Linked DNA regions of Mus musculus: regions 2 and 3 are each linked to region 1. A link is a contact called in public Hi-C and HiChIP or PLAC-seq data. All regions are on one chromosome and are shown on one strand. Each heading gives the region's core, a stretch centred on a gene start, on an enhancer-like site or on the middle of the called end of the contact. The rest is flanking DNA. Distances are from core to core; before and after follow the strand shown.

What was found. HiChIP or PLAC-seq counts read pairs in DNA pulled down with a chosen protein or histone mark. Hi-C and Micro-C count contacts between places; a contact is called where the count stands out from the background.
Region 2: a Hi-C map of regulatory T cells shows a contact between it and region 1, with 8 times the contacts expected there. The contact joins two enhancer-like sites. A contact is called at or near these places in 1 of 39 promoter capture datasets (the C10 cell line), 7 of 15 datasets of contacts at CTCF or cohesin (the NIH/3T3 cell line, embryonic stem cells, large pre-B cells and 2 more), 157 of 484 Hi-C or Micro-C datasets (the 3T3-L1 cell line, the 63-12 cell line, the AML12 cell line and 71 more), 34 of 115 datasets of contacts at active chromatin or transcription factors (Th2 cells, a beta-TC-6 cell line, bone marrow-derived dendritic cells and 19 more) and 5 of 9 other capture datasets (adipose tissue, bone marrow-derived macrophages, embryonic stem cells and 2 more).
Region 3: a CTCF HiChIP or PLAC-seq map of CD8 T cells shows a contact between it and region 1, with 8 read pairs. The contact joins two enhancer-like sites. A contact is called at or near these places in 1 of 39 promoter capture datasets (the C10 cell line), 3 of 15 datasets of contacts at CTCF or cohesin (CD8 T cells, large pre-B cells and pro-B cells), 39 of 484 Hi-C or Micro-C datasets (B cells, the C10 cell line, CD4 T cells and 23 more), 4 of 115 datasets of contacts at active chromatin or transcription factors (bone marrow-derived dendritic cells, effector CD8 T cells, large pre-B cells and 1 more) and 1 of 9 other capture datasets (adipose tissue).

What each region holds. Positions count from the first base shown.
Region 1 is chr1:60,537,689-60,540,808 of GRCm38.p6, reverse strand. All of the region lies in intron 1 of Raph1 (Ras association (RalGDS/AF-6) and pleckstrin homology domains 1), which reads left to right. Among named protein-coding and RNA genes, the nearest start is that of Raph1, 28 kb to the left of the region's middle. Within about 2 kb of position 1,303, at least 24 of the 459 cell types and tissues checked have an H3K27ac peak or open chromatin away from gene starts, as enhancers often do. A contact at or near this core is called in CD8 T cells, Th1 cells, Th17 cells and 5 more, where this site is marked.
Region 2 is chr1:60,856,257-60,859,385 of GRCm38.p6, reverse strand. No RefSeq gene overlaps it. Among named protein-coding and RNA genes, the nearest start is that of Gm38137, 6.0 kb to the left of the region's middle. Within about 2 kb of position 1,580, at least 18 of the 459 cell types and tissues checked have an H3K27ac peak or open chromatin away from gene starts, as enhancers often do. A contact at or near this core is called in memory CD8 T cells and regulatory T cells, where this site is marked.
Region 3 is chr1:60,939,675-60,942,789 of GRCm38.p6, reverse strand. All of the region lies in intron 9 of Gm34649 (a long non-coding RNA gene), which reads right to left. Among named protein-coding and RNA genes, the nearest start is that of Gm34649, 20 kb to the right of the region's middle. Within about 2 kb of position 1,564, at least 58 of the 459 cell types and tissues checked have an H3K27ac peak or open chromatin away from gene starts, as enhancers often do. A contact at or near this core is called in CD8 T cells, Th1 cells, Th17 cells and 4 more, where this site is marked.

The sequences.
Region 1 (3,120 bases), core at 54-2,553:
GATTTTGTTCACAATAGATAGTAAATTTTATCTCTCATCCTAATGTTGTCCTTTATATTTAACCTTTGTCTATTTTATGTAGATCTAGGTTCCTACCTAAAATCCAACATCACATTTAGCTGTGTGTTCGTTCCTCTTACAATTCCTCAGCCTTTATGATTTTGAAAGTTATACGCCAGTTAGTTTTTTAAAAGTTTCAGTGGTTTGACTACTTTTTGACAGGAATACTATAGAATAGTGACTTCTGACTCATGTAATGTTGGCTTGCCTCAACATTGTGATACAGTGATCACTTGGTTAAGGCAGTGTCTTCCCATGTGGAGAAGTACTCTGAGAATACGTAGTCTTATTAAATTTCCGTTCTCTAGCTCTAGTGTGTTGATGATTCCCTTCCTTGATTAAAACAATAAGTTACTTTCATTTCTTTAAAAATTCAGTGCTGCTGGGCGGTGGTGGCACACACCTTTAATGGCAGTGCTTGAGAGGCAGAGGCAGGCCAATCTCAAGTTGGAGGATAGCCTGGTCAGAGCAAATTCCAGGACAGCCACGCCTACTCAGAGAAACCCTGTCTCAAATAAACAACAAAAACAAAACAAAACAAAAAACCCTCAGTGTTTGCTTATGATAACTAGAAAATCATGATTTCTTTTCCTGTCATTTCATCTATATTAACTACTTGGCATTCTGTGATAAGAAAGAGTGTTTATATCAGTATGGTCCTCTTATCCTCCACATATGCACCATTGCACATTCACTTACATACAATAAATAGTAAAGTAAGAATGTAATAAGAACTAAGAACAGATGCATAGAATTGCTCTCACAAAACTTAGTGAATGTGTGGAACATAAATTTCAAAATTTTTTATTATTTACTTTTAAATATGTGTATTAGTGTTTTGCCTCTATATATGTTTGTGCACTGTGATTGTACTTGGTGTCTGTTGGAGGTCACAAGAGGGTGTTGGAGCCCCTGGAACTGGAGCATTATTGATAGTTGCAGTCTCCAAAATGGGTGCTAAGAATTAAACTTGGGTACTCTGCAAGAGCAACAAGTGCTTTTAACCGTTGAGATATATCTCTAGCCCAGAACATTTAAAAGAAAACATCTAAGGAAAGAAAAAAATTAAAACAATCTTTATATTTCTAAGGCTATTAAATTCCCATTTTTCATTTAAGCAGTTTACAAGTTTCAGGATTTAGATCACAGCGAAACTAAATGTCCCGTATTAAAAGAATACAATGTAGCTTAGGAGAGGAACCACATAAACATAGCAGACTCTAGCCTGTTCTATGAGTCAACAGCCTCTTGTCATCTCATTCTCCATCCACTTTATACTGTGTGGTTTCCTATTTCCTTCATTTTGGGGCCTTTCATCTTTTTGTGCTTTGCTAAATGTAATATTCTCTCTCTCTCTCTCTCTCTCTCTCTCTCTCTCTCTCTCTCTCTCTCTCTCTGGCATGGTTGTGCATGGGTGTGTATGTGCATGCGTTTTTTACTTTGTAACAGTTGTATCTTGCTTAGTTGGAGGCACTCCTTGAATGTGGAAGTCTTCACATTCTATTTAGAATTACTTTAGAATTACTTATATTACAGCAGTATAGGAGGTGTTTCATTTCAACAAGTCACTTTTTAATAAGAAAGCTAATAGAAAATAACTGAAAATGAACAAAAATTGTCTGAAGGAGTAAACATTTACGTTGTAATAGAAGAAAATACTTAGGTATGTTATTTTTTTAACCCAATGATACCTAATTTCTTTATAGTATACTACAATATTATTCTAGTTTGTGCTGCCTTTAACCTAATCACAGCTACATAAAAATGCATCACTTGATTTCTTAAAAGTATCTGAAGCCAACAGTCATTTATATTTTAATTGTCAAACTTTAGAGGATATAATACCCGGAGGGACTTTAAAATTTCTTACCTCCTTGACATTAGTTTTTAGTAGGTCATAGACAAGTCATTTATATACTGTAAGTGTGTTGTGGGAAAAGTTATCTTAGCAGTCAGGAGCTAAGGAATACCACAAAGTCACACTGCACAACAAACCTCACACAAGAGATTTATTGGGAAAGACACAAGAAGATGGATGCCTCTGCCCAGGTGAAAAGCAGCAGAGAACTGAACAGGAGGCAGGCTTTATATAGGGCTTCTTGAGGGTAGAGCTTACCAGGGGATCTCCGATTGGAGAGATACTGTGGCCTGATCTTAGGGGGCGTTGCTTTGTTTTGTTTTCTGTGGTAGTTGTGGGGGTTGGCAGGGGGTTCAAGCTTTGAGGAGCTTACATATACTGACTTTTAGGTGGCTAGAGAAACAGTTTCATAGTTATGAACACTTAATCCTCTTCCAGAGGAACTGAGTTCAGTTCCTAGCATCCGCATCAAGCAGCTCACAGCCATCCATAACTTCAGCTCCAGGGAAATTTGACTACCTCTTTTAGCCTCCAAGTAGTCCTCACATATGAATAAACTTGTGCAGACACAGATATACATGTAAATGAAAATAAAACAAATCTTGAAACAAATAAACAACATATACCCCCAGGTACTTTTGATATATATCACAGCTAGAACATTGTCTTACAGGATAAATGTCTAACTCAATGGTTCTTAACCACCGTCTGGGTTGCATATTAGATATGCTGCATATCAGATATTTACTTTTTAATTCAGAATGGTAGCAAAATTAAAGGTATGAAGTAGCAAAGAAATAATTCTGTGGTTGGGGGTCACCACAATGTGAGGAACTGTATTAAAGGTCTCTGCATTAGGAAGGTTGAGAACCACTGGTCTAACTCTTTCGAATGGTATGTAGTTCTGCAGTTCCCTTGTCTCCAGCCTCCTCTTCTTCCATGAGTTTATACTTCACCTCAAGAACACTAAGCCACTTAGAATTCCCAGCATCCTTACTTTCTGATACCTTTATGCTCTTACACATAGTGATTCCTCTGCCTAAAACATTCGTATCCATCTCTCCCTTGTACATTGTCCTGTCTCACTGAAGTATCATCCCTTTCCTTTTTCCTTCTCAAACTGAGTTAAACTATACTCAACATACGTAGCCTTATACATAGCACTCACCAGTGTTTTTCTTTGCTGGTTTCTTGTCCTCCTA
Region 2 (3,129 bases), core at 331-2,830, 320 kb before region 1:
GGATGGCTCCAAACACAGCAGCGTACTCCAGAGCCTCAGTGTTATATCAAAGCATGCCTGTAAACACTAGATAAAACATAAAATGTAGAGTGCACTTGGCAGCTACTCAGGAGTTAAAAATAAAATTACCACCCGGCCCAGTAACTCCAGTCCATAGTATGCACTCATTCCTCAAGTAGATTAAAACAGAAAGTTTACTTATATGTTAATATTTCTAGCATCCTATGCACAATAGTCCCAAACAGGAAACAATCAAAGTGTCTAGCAACCGAGGACATTTTTTTGATGCTTTTTTTTTTTTTTTTTGGTCCGTGTATCAGAATGCAAATTCCTGCGATAAAAGGAATGAAGTTTTGATGTGTACTTCAACAAGAGTAGAATTAGCAAACTCTAGATGTGGTAAAATAAAGTAGACATGGGAAATGTAGCGGGTGTCCTGGTCCTGGTAGAAGGTGATAAATTCATAGAGGCAGGAATAGAAGTGAAGAGTATCTGAGAGAAAGGAAACTGGACACTGTTGTATAATAGGCACAGAGGTACCATTTGCAACAGAGGTTCTTCAAGCAGTAGTGGTGACCGTTACTCACACTGTTAACGTATTTAATGTCAATGAACGCTGCACATAAAATGGCTAAAAGAATAACATTTATGTCATATTGTACCACAATAAAAAAATAGTTTTAAAAAAACCCAAAGTATCTAGGACTTTTTCTTTAAAGATTTTCAGTTACCTAAGATATATCCATTTTCTTCTTTTTCTTTACCAACATAGCCTTGATTTATTGGAGTAACATTGTGTCCAGGAGGAAAATGTTTTCTCCCATAGCCCCTGAAGGCAGCGGTAGCTACATGACTTTAAGTTGTCTAAAGTGATATAAGCTCCCCTGGTTTCCAGGAGAGGAGAAGAGATTCTGGAAGAGTTCCTTGAAAATTGAGGATGAGAGACACATTTATCTGGTGTACAGAAAACCAGATGGTAGGAAGAGAAGAAGCTGAGGGACTGGAGAAGTCGGCGAGCTGCTGTGGCTTTTGTGGAACGCTTCTTGGAGTCTTTGAGAGAAAAGGCTCCTGTCTGATTTTATCCCAAATGCCTACTGGGATACACAGATCCTATCAGCTCACCGCATCAGCCCCCGTGTTTATTGTATCTACTGGTTTTGTCATGGAAGGGGTGCAGTACCAGAGTAGGGTTGACATGTCAGGAAACAGAGGACTTAGCCATCAGACTAATTGAAATTTATTCGGAGCTAAAGAGCTGAGTAAACCTCCCAGCCTGCGCTTCTGCCACAGATGCAATTCTAAAACATGGAGACACCATTTCCTGTCCCCTGGGGCAACCATGTTGATAGATGAGCTTCATCAGCTAGCTCAAGTGTGAAGAGTCTGTTATTCCCAGGAGGGAGAGACATGGAAGTGTTCTCTCCAGCTCCCTGATACATCCAGGGGAAGACAGTGGACTTCTTAACCCAGGTCAGAGTTAAATGAACACGGGGAGGAGATAAACAGACAGATGCCTTTGTGTTGTGGGGGTGATCGATCCTCCACCCCACAGCTCAGCTGACTTCCTCTTCCTCCTTGACCTTCACCTCTACTCTACCCTGCCAACGACTTCCTGGCGTGTCCACACCCAGGATCACGTCAGCTCCAGAGCAAGCTTCTTCAGCAAAATCTCACTATCTTACTACTCCACCCTCCTTCCAGGGAAGCTGTATTGCATGAGCATCCTTTCGAACATGTTGATAGGTATTATCGGCTATGGTTTATAACAAAAGAACAAGGGCATACACTGACAAGCTACCCAGGTGCTGGGAGCAGAACCCACAAGGCAGCACACAACTATCTATAACTTCTGTTCCAAGGGATTCAACGCCCTCTTCCGGCCTCTTGAGGTAACTGGCACACACGTGGTACCCAAGCATATGCCAGCACTTATGCATAGAAAATAAAAATAAATCTTAAAAAAAAAGAAAACCTCAGAAAATAATATTTGAAGGAACATGTTTCTGGGATGTGGTGGTATTTATCTATAATTCAACAATGGGAAAATAAAGACAGGAGGATCAGGGAACCAAGCTCATGCTTGGCTACAAAAAGACTCTGAGGCCAGCCTGGGCAACATGACAGTTTGTCTCAGAGGAAAAAAAAATTACTAAAGAATGTGTTAAATTGTGGTGTGTCTATAAAGTTGAACTTTGTGAAACAAGTTAAGGCTGAGACAAAGTTATATACAACAATACAAAAAGCTTCCGATTATACACTCATAGAAGAGCAAAATAAATGATTATGTATACATATGGGTATGTCTACAAATGCATAGACATGGATATATATACATGTAGATATACATACACTGAATATACACTTTATATGCTAACCATATCATATATATATATATATATATATATATATATATATATACAAACACACACACACACAAATAGCATACCTTTAATACCTATCTCTATAAAACACACACACACATGATTGCACACTCTATTATACCATCTTTGACAGAATATGTAAGAAACAACAACAGTAGAAGACAGAGAAGGATGGTAGAAAAGGAGAATTGCTTGTCAGTGTGTGCTCTTGTTCTCATGCTGTAAACCATATGCCAAAACTATCTATCAAGGTTTTCCGAATGCTCATTCAATACAGCTTCCCTGGCATATCACTCCCCATAACCAGCATCTTTCCACCTAAAGTACTTCTGTGGCCACCAGAGTCCACTGTACCTACATCTATGACACCTGACGTCATCAACCAATGGCTCCTGCAGAAGCAGGTGAGAACTGGCTCATAGTGGTGACAGTTGGGGGTGGGAGAGGTGTCCACACTGGTTCCCAGAGTTCCCCAGGAGAATTCTGCACATATACTCTTGGTTGGCTTCTTTGTCTCCTATCTTATTCCTCTCATTCTTTCTTTTAAAGTGTGTGTGTGTGTGTGTGTGTGTGTGTGTGTGTGTGTGTGTGTGTGTGTGTGCGCGCGCGTGTGTGTACAGAATCCAGGAGAAAGTGATTCCTCCTGTTGAAGCTGAAATTGCAGGCATTGCCATGAATACTGGAAACTCACTTTGGGTCCTCTGGAAGAGCAACAAGCACTTAACCACTGAACCCTCTCTAGCTCCAC
Region 3 (3,115 bases), core at 315-2,814, 400 kb before region 1:
TATGTGGACACAAACATGTGTGGGTGTGCATGCATGTGTGTACGCTTGCAGAGGTAGCCCAAGGTCAATGCCAGAAGTCTTTTTTGAGCATTCTCCACCTTATATATTGAAGCAGGGTCATTCACTAAACCTGGAGCCTGCTATTTCAGATAATCTGAGTAGACAGCTTGCTCCAGGGAACTCCAGCACCTGCCTCCCTTATGCTGAAATTAAAGGCAAGCTGCCACACCCACTTGGCCTTTGCAAGGGTTCTGGAGCTCTTAACTCTGATGGTTCTCAGTCTTGCATGAAAAACACTTAACTAACAGAGCCATTTCTCCAACCTAAAAGAGCCTAACATGTTAGAGGTCTCCAAAAAAGGAGCAGAGAAAAAGAGTTGGGGCATCTAAAGAAAGAAAAATTGGCTCGTGCAACTATAGAGGCTGGCAAAGTCTAAAGGTCTGCTGATAGCCAACAGAGCCCCAGGGGAGTCGCTATATGCTTCTAGTTTAGATTGAGATTAGCCTGAGGATGAGGAAATAATTGGTGGCATTATCAAGTATCTGGGCATCGTGTGGACCAGTGAACAGATAAAATTAGCTACCAAGGTCTTTCATCAATAGACTTCTGGATCTAAGCCAACAAAAGACAGATTCACGTGACCCACACAAACACCAATGAATCTATCCTTGACAAATGCTAATGGCCAAGGTGCTGGTGGAGATGAGGGTAGAGCAGGAGAAGGGACAGGCCTCCTTGCTGAACCTGTTCTTTAAGCTGAAGAAGAAGGCAGATACATGAGAGCCAGCGATGGTCGCCTCCTTTACCGTGAAACTCAAACCGTAGATCTTGACATTTACAAGTGAAATAGAGAAAAGTTAAAAGGTAACATACAGGCTCAGAGACTTTCATGTCAAGGGGGGGGGGGGAGATTCTGCAAAGGGAGAGAGGCTATTGAGAATGGCACTACAGTTCTGTGGTTTTTCTAGAAAGCAGGGGCCACAGGGTTTGGCAGTAATAAGCTACTTCCATACCCTTAATATTCACAAACACAGAAGATTGAGGAGAGGAAAAGGCCACAATAGAAACAAAGTAGGGGAAGAAACTTTCTTACCAACTGGAATTTTACAAACCACAGAATTCTCTGCTGGCAATCTTAAAGAGCCCCACAATGAAGATTAAACCTATGGTCTGGGCCCATTGGCATTCACATCAAATACCCCATAAATGCTCAAAAATGAAAATAACAGGAAGGGGGAAAAAAAAGAAAAATCTCTATAGAAGTTCCAAGTAGGGTAAAAAGATCACCAAAAAGAAATTTTGAAGCTAAGTCAGCACTTTGTAGTGGGAAGTGAAAGAGAGAAGAGGAACTGAATTTCAAAACTCAAGAGAAGCTCCATAAGTCAGAAGGTACCATTTGTGGATCTGAGTACAATTTTCTCTGGGATTTGTTTAGTGGTAGCAAATTCTCTATCTGCAGTCCATTGCTGAGGCTACATTAGTTTTCAGGCCATCATATGGACCACATAGCATAGGAAACCCAATCAGAGGCAAGAAGACTCAGCTATTGCTTGAGTGTGAGCCTATAGCTCATGCCCTCAGTGCATTAGGGAGAACACCTAGCGATACCACAAGAGCTGCACACCTGACCAGCAATATCCTGTTTTGAAAAAACTAAAGAAAAGTCAGTTAATTGCCATCATTTGAAGATCAAATCTGGTTACTACCTTCTAGGCTGAAAATCTTCTTTTTCTAATTAAGATCCTGGAAATCTTCCAAAGGGGATGTGTGCCCTCACCCAGCCCCTCCTACCCAAGAAAGCAGCTCTTTGCCTTGTGCCACAGCAGAGAGAGAGAATCACCCATGTCCGGGTGTGTAGAAATGGTACCTTGTTTCCTGACCACTCTTAGAACTGTAGCAAGAGGTAGAGAAATTGGAAGCAAAGGAGTTGGAACAGGGAGATAAAGCAAGGGAGCAATACCAAAGGGGAAAAACCCCATGCTTGCTTCTCTCTCATTTCCCCTTTCCAAACACAATCTGCAGAGGAGCTCAAACACAAGCTTTCTTTTCACTTTTCCAATAAGTATGTTTGTTACCCCTCCCACTGAAGGAAGTTTTCCAAACCCTGTTGGTTTGTCTTAACAGGTTGGAGGGATTCCCATTAGAAAAGAGACACTGGAGAGCCCTAGTTAATAACTCCTGAGCAGGAGAGCACAGGTCACATCTCTCTGGACAGGTGGCATACAATACACTCTGTGTCTTAAGCCAATGCCAGTTCTGAAAAGGACAAGATGGAGTAACTGGTGTTTGTCAAGCAAAGCTAAGAGATGAGAAGGGATGGGGACCTCTGCCAACAGGATGAGCCGCTCTAGGCGACAAAGATAAGGTCACCCAGGCATTTAAAGGGTTAAGTCAAGATGAGCAAAAAGAAAAGGAATAAGCTGAGACCCGGGGTAAGTGAGACAGAGATGGCCCACCACACAGTTCGTGACTCCAGATCTCATGCATCATGGTATCCAGTATTTTAGATTTGCTATTTTTGTTTTAAAATTATGTGCATGTGTAAGTGTGGATGCCACTAGAGGTCAGAAGAGGGTGTTAGACCCCTTGTAGCTGGAGTTGTGGGTGGTTGTGAGTCATCAGATCTAGGTTTCTGAACATGGGTCTTCTACAAGAACAGTACATGCTCTCGACCACTAAGGCATTCCCTTATCCCAGAGTGTTTTAGATAACATGTCACCCATATAAGTTATACTCTGGTGCCCCTTCTTACCAGACCATTCTCATCTTAAGGAACTCACTTCCTCTCCAAAGATAGAGACCTTTGACCACATGACTCAAGAATGCTATAACAGAAGACAGTTGTATCCTCAGCTAAGTTGGGTGCCCTGATCATGCCTATGGTCCATCCATGTCCTTGATGATGCAGAACTTTAGGGTTACTTGACTCCAAAGAATGCACCTGCCCATTCAGGTTGTTCCTGCAGGATCTTCAAGTTCCCAGGATTTCCTGAATCCCAGCCTTCAGTATCTGTAGGGTTTTCTAAAGTTTCCTTCTATCCCAGTGTTTACAACATGGATCCCCACATCCCTCTTCAACTACATCCTGTCTATAAAGTTCAACGAGCTGTGACAG